Regions from separate parts of the Mus musculus genome. Here region 1 is linked to region 2. The links are chromatin contacts, called in public Hi-C maps. All regions are on one chromosome and are shown on one strand. The core of a region is the stretch at or near the end of the contact, and the rest is flanking DNA. Distances in the headings are between cores, read along the strand shown.

What was found. Hi-C and Micro-C count contacts between places; a contact is called where the count stands out from the background.
Region 1: a Hi-C map of cortical neurons shows a contact between it and region 2, with 5 times the contacts expected there. The contact joins two enhancer-like sites. A contact is called at or near these places in 1 of 39 promoter capture datasets (hippocampal neurons) and 5 of 484 Hi-C or Micro-C datasets (the N1E-115 cell line, cerebellar granule neurons, cerebellum and 1 more).

What each region holds. Positions count from the first base shown.
Region 1 is chr3:117,787,613-117,790,983 of GRCm38.p6, forward strand. All of the region lies in intron 8 of Snx7 (sorting nexin 7), which reads right to left. Among named protein-coding and RNA genes, the nearest start is that of Gm52614, 67 kb to the right of the region's middle. Within about 2 kb of position 1,374, at least 9 of the 459 cell types and tissues checked have an H3K27ac peak or open chromatin away from gene starts, as enhancers often do. A contact at or near this core is called in cortical neurons and hippocampal neurons, where this site is marked.
Region 2 is chr3:117,437,128-117,440,557 of GRCm38.p6, forward strand. No RefSeq gene overlaps it. Among named protein-coding and RNA genes, the nearest start is that of Plppr4, 78 kb to the left of the region's middle. Within about 2 kb of position 1,829, at least 52 of the 459 cell types and tissues checked have an H3K27ac peak or open chromatin away from gene starts, as enhancers often do. A contact at or near this core is called in cortical neurons and hippocampal neurons, where this site is marked.

The DNA of each region.
Region 1 (3,371 bases), core at 124-2,623, 350 kb after region 2:
GGCGGAACTGAAAACAAGGTTCACCACAAATCCTCTGTAAGCGAAAATCCAGCAAGTATTCTCCCAAGGTGACTGTGTTCTATAGCCAAAGGGCAAACACTAAAACTCTCCGAGAGCAGAGAACTCTGAGACAGTAGCTGGGAAACAGACCCAAAGTACGAACACAAGATGCTACGAAAGGTGAGCTTTAATTCCAAAACTAACTTTTAGTTTTAGAGTAAGTCCCTTGCTGCTTCGGCAGAGGTGATGACATTTTGCTACCAGAACAGGCAAATGTCTCCTTAGTTCCCAGGTGCACGGTAATCCCACAAGCAGATGTGATCAAGCTTTATAAAGATTCAGTGCTGACAGGAATGTTCCCGTAGATGCAACAGCTTTCCTCAGAAGTGTCCACATCTAGGAGTTGGTATCGAACTTGTGTCACCTTGTGGAATGTAAGGAGGTCTATGCCACACTGTGACTATCTGTCTTGCTTGGCGTTTTTACCCACTTGTAGAATAAATGGGTTTACACTAAAAAGGAAGGTTCCAGAGTCTGACTGAGGCTAACAAGAAATTGGTGAACGGAATTACATAAGATTTACAATTTTGTCTAGTTCTGCTTACCTAGAGACATTATAAAATATAGTGACCATAAATTTTTAAGCACTCCCCCAAGTATTTGGTATTTGCAGGATAATTACCATCATATGGTTTCCAAAAGCAACACCCAGAGGCACATGAGACATCATTTCAGTCATCACCATAGTTACTACTCTTAGCCTACACTGAATGACTGCTTCTTAAGTGGTAGACGTTCAGTCTGCAGCTTTTCTTTCATTTAGGAGCTTTGAAGCCTGTTTTCTATACTGCAGTTTCAGACTCAAGTAAAACAAGTAATCAGGCCTGGTGGCACAAAACCTAATATCAGATAGGCAGGAGAATTGCAACTTCAAAGCATGGATAGACCACAGAGTGTTCAAGGCCAGGCTGGGCAAGCCAGTGAGTCTCTGCTTCAAAACAAAAATGTGCTAATATTCAAATATTCTGCATGTTGCTCAGTGGCAGAAAACTTGCTGGCCTTCGAAAGGCCCAGAGTTCAATTCCCTGTACTGCTGAAAAGAAGAACAAACAAACACACAGCAGAAACAACCAAATCAAACCAAACCAAACCATACAAACAGGAAGAGAACTGGGAAGAGGAACCTCACTTTTGTAAAAGTCTAAATGCAGATTCTGAGAGCTATCTTGCAAGTTTTAACCTGAGAAATATGAGCAACTTTAAAATAACAGGACTTAAACACTGCTTTTCTGCAATTACAATGTAAGCTGTGTGTGCGCAGCTCAGCAGCTGCAAGGGTTAAAGTAAAAAGACTCATTAGCTACAGACGCCATCTCGTGGCCCACTTATTTATTATTCCGTAGTCTTCTGTGTATGCCTAACTCAAAGGCAGACAAAGGCAGAGGTGGCTCAGGTACTATTTATTTGATCTTTCTCACTTCTGCACATGGGTTACTGGGGCAGTGAAATATTACAAATATTTCTTGGAGAAACCAATCCAAGGGCCTGAATTTGCATTCACAGTCTGTCAACTCCTGTATTCTCCTCACTCCAAAATTGGCTTTTGATGTAATCGGCCAATTACACGAGGCTCATCAGCTTAGAAGTGGCCATTTCCAAGTTTACTTTCTCAAGCTTATTTTTGTTTAACCATATATTGACCTACAGATAATGATAGTGAAAACATTCACCTTTCTTCTCATTAAATAATTGATCAAAGCACAGCAATACTATTTTGGTACTTCATTTTAAAGCATCTCCCATGCTTTCTTCTTTCGTTCTGCTAAAGGCTTATGGTGCGTGTGTATGTATGTGAGCGTGTGCGTGCATGGGGGTGTGTATGTGTGTGAGTGTGTGTGTGCATGGGGGTGTGTATATATGTAAGCACGAGTGTCTGGTGGGACATAGGAGAAGATCGTTATTTTGCACGTTATTTTGCACTTACCTATGAGCCAATGAACATCATCGGAACATGATTAGCATTTTCTAATAGGTATGTAGCAATGCTGACAGCCAATTCTAAATTTTTCATTAGCTGACTCACCCCTTTTAAGATGTGATACCCTTGTATATATCCTCTGTATTTTCTAAAGTATTGAATCCATCCTAGCCTCTTCCTACTAAATCTCTAAAGAGCTAAGTCTCAGAAATGCAAGCCTTGTTCAAAGTCTAACAAAGGCAGATGCTTATGTTTCCCCCCCTCATGGTATATATGAACTCATTCTCGTTAGCATGGATAATTGAGAAATGATTATATTACAGGACATAAAGTGGCGAGGAGACTATTTTAATAGAAGCTTAGAGACAGCAGAAAACTCCAAAATACCAAAAATGTTTACTAATTATAAGAGCCAAAATTTTTTTAAAAGGCACAATTATGTAGAATAGTGACGTGGATTACTACTTTTGAATGTCTAATTTGGATAGCAATCATCACCACTATTTTGTTTTTGTTTTTGTTTGTTTGTTTGTTTTTGGTTAATTTCAGAGTCTACCCGGGAAGGTAACATGTAGCACAGGATGCCCTGATGTAGCACAGGCTGCCCTGAAAGTCATGGTAATTCTTTGGCGTCACCTTTCCAAAGTACTGCAATTATAGGCATACACTACCACACCTGGCCATGCTTTAATATTAAACGTACATTTCTTTGAGTTCAGTTTCCAATTCTTTTCTCTTTGTTTATACAAAATTTCTAGTGACCATTTTCCCACCTGTTAAAGTAGCTTTCTAGTATCTACAAAAGCTTTGTTCCCTGCCATCTTTCTTCTGGTGAAGGGAGAGCATACCATGGGAATTGACCCTAGTGAGCAGTCCAAAATAATTAAAAAATCAAAAGAAACCATTCATTGTGAATTGGGGTCTATAGTCAATAAGAACAGAAATATTAACATCCTAAGGCCATAGGATTTCCTCTTCTCTTGCTTCATTCATTCTTATTGAATACCTCTGGTTTTATTTGAAATAAGAACTAATTGCTCACAAGAAATATTTTTCTATGACATAGACGACATAAAGGCTGACAGAGTGAATCACTAAGCAATCAATAATGTTGCTCTGGCTTTAAAAGCGAGGAAGGAGCTTCTAGCTATTTAATAGATGACCTTCACATGGCACCGAGATAAAAAGAGGTGGCTGTTTTCTATTTGGTGATGGTGACCGCACTCATGTGAGTTGGATGCTCATACAGAAACTCTAGAGTGAGCCTGAATTTCCTATCCCTGAGATGGTTTGGCTTCTAGTAGTGTCTTCCAGTGCCTAAGAGAGAAAATTACAAAGGCACAGGAAATGGGTTAAAACATTTTAACTGGGATAACAATGACTAGGTTGAGTA
Region 2 (3,430 bases), core at 579-3,078:
ACAAAATTGAATCCATTCACATGTGCATATGATGTGCACATGTGTTCAACGCTTGTATTCACGTATGTGGAGGCCAGTGGACAATTGTGATTTTCATTCCTCAGGCACTCCCTGAATTAATTTCTTTTTAAAGGAACCACTGGCATGGTTGTCAGGGAACTTCTGCTGGCTGTTGAATGAGCCCCAGCGATAGACTCATCTGACTCTCCCTCCCCAGGGCTGAGATTACGAACAACCACTACAGGCTCTTTGTAATGTGGGTTCTGGGGTATCTATTCTGCAGATCCTCACATCTGCAAAGCAAACATCGTCTGCACTGAGCCACTACCCTAGCCTGGTGGGATGGCTATTTTTGGTTGTCAACATGACAACATCTGGAATTAACTAAACCCCCAGTGGCTGGGCACATCTCTGAGGGGTTTTGACTGGGAAGATCTACTTCACCTCTGGGTCTTTGAAATGTGAAGATCCACCTTTAGTCCGGGCCACACCTTCTGCAATCAGCATGTGTAAAGAACGTGGAAGAAGGACGCTTGCTTGCCCTCTTTACCTGCTCGCTCTCACTGGCATTAGAGCCTACTTCCTGTCTACTGGAGTCTCTGTTCTGCTAGAGAACCCAGACTAATGCACCCTATTAATGAATTAAAGAAGCAACACAATTGGTCTCCACTCACCATTTCAATTATTTTAATGTATCCTGTATCCTAATATACAGAAAACCTCTTCCTCTTCTTCCTCCTCCTCGTCCTCTTTCTCCTCCACTTCTGCTTCTGCCCTGTTTCTGCTTTTTCTGTTTCTTCTCCTCCTCTTTCTCCTCCTTCTCTTTCTCCTACTCATCCTTTTCCTCTTCCTCCTCCTCTTCTTCCTCCTCTTCCTCCCCCTCTTCCTTCTTCCTCCCTCCTCCCTCCCCCCCCTCTTTCTTTCTTCTCACCTTGGATATTTTGAAGTCCTAAAAAAATTTAAACACTCCCTGCAGGAGAGAGGTAAGCTGGGTCCTACAACCTTCCTCAAATGGCAAGTGAACAATCTCAGTACTGTTTTTCCAAAGAGGAAAAGGATCTCTCAGGCTGCAGACTAGGGTATCACAGGACCCCTAGGAAGTCACTACATGTTCTGGACCATCTGCTCAAAATCTAATTGCTAATGGATGAACAGCTTTTGTTTTCTTTTGACCCACAAATACAGCAAGTCTTAAGAGGGGACCAAGCTAGGATTTTTGAGACTGTCCGGGACAAAGCAAAAGAGAATAGCAATAACTCCAGTACATAGGGGCACATATATCTTTTCATTTACATGGAAATTATGTGAAACCTTTTCAAATCCGTGCTTCTCCATCCATCAATAACTTAGCTTCAGTAATCAGAATCAAATTTTAATTTCTTTTAAAAAATGAATAACAGTCACGATTCATATATATATATATATATATATATTCTCTCCAAAATACATTTATATGTATTCTCTCCAAAAAAGATGATGCTGTCTCTTTAATTGTGCTTGGAGCCGAAAAGGTTGTCATGGAGATGGGAATCTGTGCTAGGCTGCTCCACTTCCCTGGCCTTGTTCTGAGCCTGAAGTGGAAGGTTCTATTGTTAGGGTGGGATTCAACATCTGCTAATCGAACCTGTTTTTAATTTTTAAACACATTCTTGTTCCTGTTGGTATCTATTCTCTCATGAAAACAATGCAGATGCTGAACCGACGATAATAAAAAGGATTTAGATTGACATGCCTTCTGTTTGTGATTGCTGCAGACCACACAAAGATGGTGTCCTGCAGATACACGGTTACCCACCATAGTTTGGAGACGTCTGCCACCTCGTGGTAGCAGTCGGAAATGCTGAATAACACTGAATCGTAGAAATTAGGAAGTAGAAAAACACCGACCACCCCAGTAAATACACTCTTCCCTTTTGTCAGCTGTAGCACAGTTCTGATTTTCCAATAATAATTGTTAGTTTTGGAAAACAGTGTTTTTCTATTTGTTGATTTCATTTAATATTTGCAATTTTTGACAATAACACTATTTATGTCTGTATTTTTTGTTTTAACAGCAAACACATCTATAGTGATGCTGATTTTAGTGTCTGATGCTCCTTTTTCCTTCATCCTTTCCATTTGGTTGAGATATATACTGCTATCCTTTTCTGACTCAGTTTTTGCCTTACTGTTTGTTTAGTGTCTAGTTGCTTGTATCGTTTTTTTCTAGTTTCTTTGCATTTCATTTGAAGTTCTTAAGTTTCTTCATAAGTCCCCTTACACCTGCATATTATTCTGTATGTTTTCATCTGGACATGACTTTACATGCTTTATGTATTTTGGTATGATCTTTATCATTTATTTCCAAGCATTGAAAAATTGTTATCAAAGATACCTTTTCTAGTGGGGATATTATTTTTAAACACATAGAAAATACTAAAGTTTCTTCTCACTTGTTGTTACCTATTTATTTTTCATTAATTCTTTCTGCAGAGAATAGGCCTGTGAGCAGTGTTTACTCCTTGGAGTGTTTCTTCACACCGTTACCTGGATGCTCAGATCCCATGTCAGCCAAACGCTTGCCAGTTCTTTTCTTCCTGTGCTCCTCTATGCAGAATACCTTGCCCTCTCGTATTCTCACAACATTTTGGACTTTTAAAAGTGACAATCCTGATTCCATTATATTCTAAGCATGTGTGTGTTTGTGGTGTGTGTGTGTTGTTGTTGTTGTGTGTCTGTGGTGTGTGTGTCTGTTTGTGGTGTGTGTGTGTGTGTATGTGTGTATGGTGTGTGCGGTGTGTGTGTGGTGTGTGTGGTGTGTGTGTGTAGTGTGTGCTGTGTGTGTGTGTGGTGTGTGGTGTGTGTGTGTGTGTGGTGTGTGTGTGTGTGGTGTGTGGTGTGTGTGGTGTGTATGGTGTGGTGTGGTGTGGTGTGTGTGTGTGTGTGTGTGTGTGTGTGTGTGTGTATACTTCCTTCCCTCAGAGTAATGCTATTACTCTTATCCTCTGTTGTATTTTTTTTAAGACGACTAATTCTCTGCCTTCCACCTTTGAGCCACCTCTTGAACACTCAGCTGTGATTTCTCTTTTTCTTGTTTTTCCTCAGCAGGATGTGACTCCTGCTGCAGGCTTTTTGGACAGGTAGCTTCTTCTGCTTTGAATATTACTCTTTTCTTCCTGTCCTACCTCCTAGCTCATCACTTGGGTTTCAGTTCGGCTGTCTCCTGAGGGAGATTTTCACCTAGTGGACAAAGTGATGTGTGTTCACTTTGGAACACTCCCATTCCCATGTACATCTTGTTTTCTGATTGTCAATTACTTGGGTGATTACTCTGTTCATGTCTGTCTTGTCTAGTAGTAAGGGAAGGCTTTAGTGACCGAGCACAATCAGCTGCTAACAGAACCCTTTCTCCCCTCCCCCTCCCGAGCACAATCAGCTGATAACAGAACCC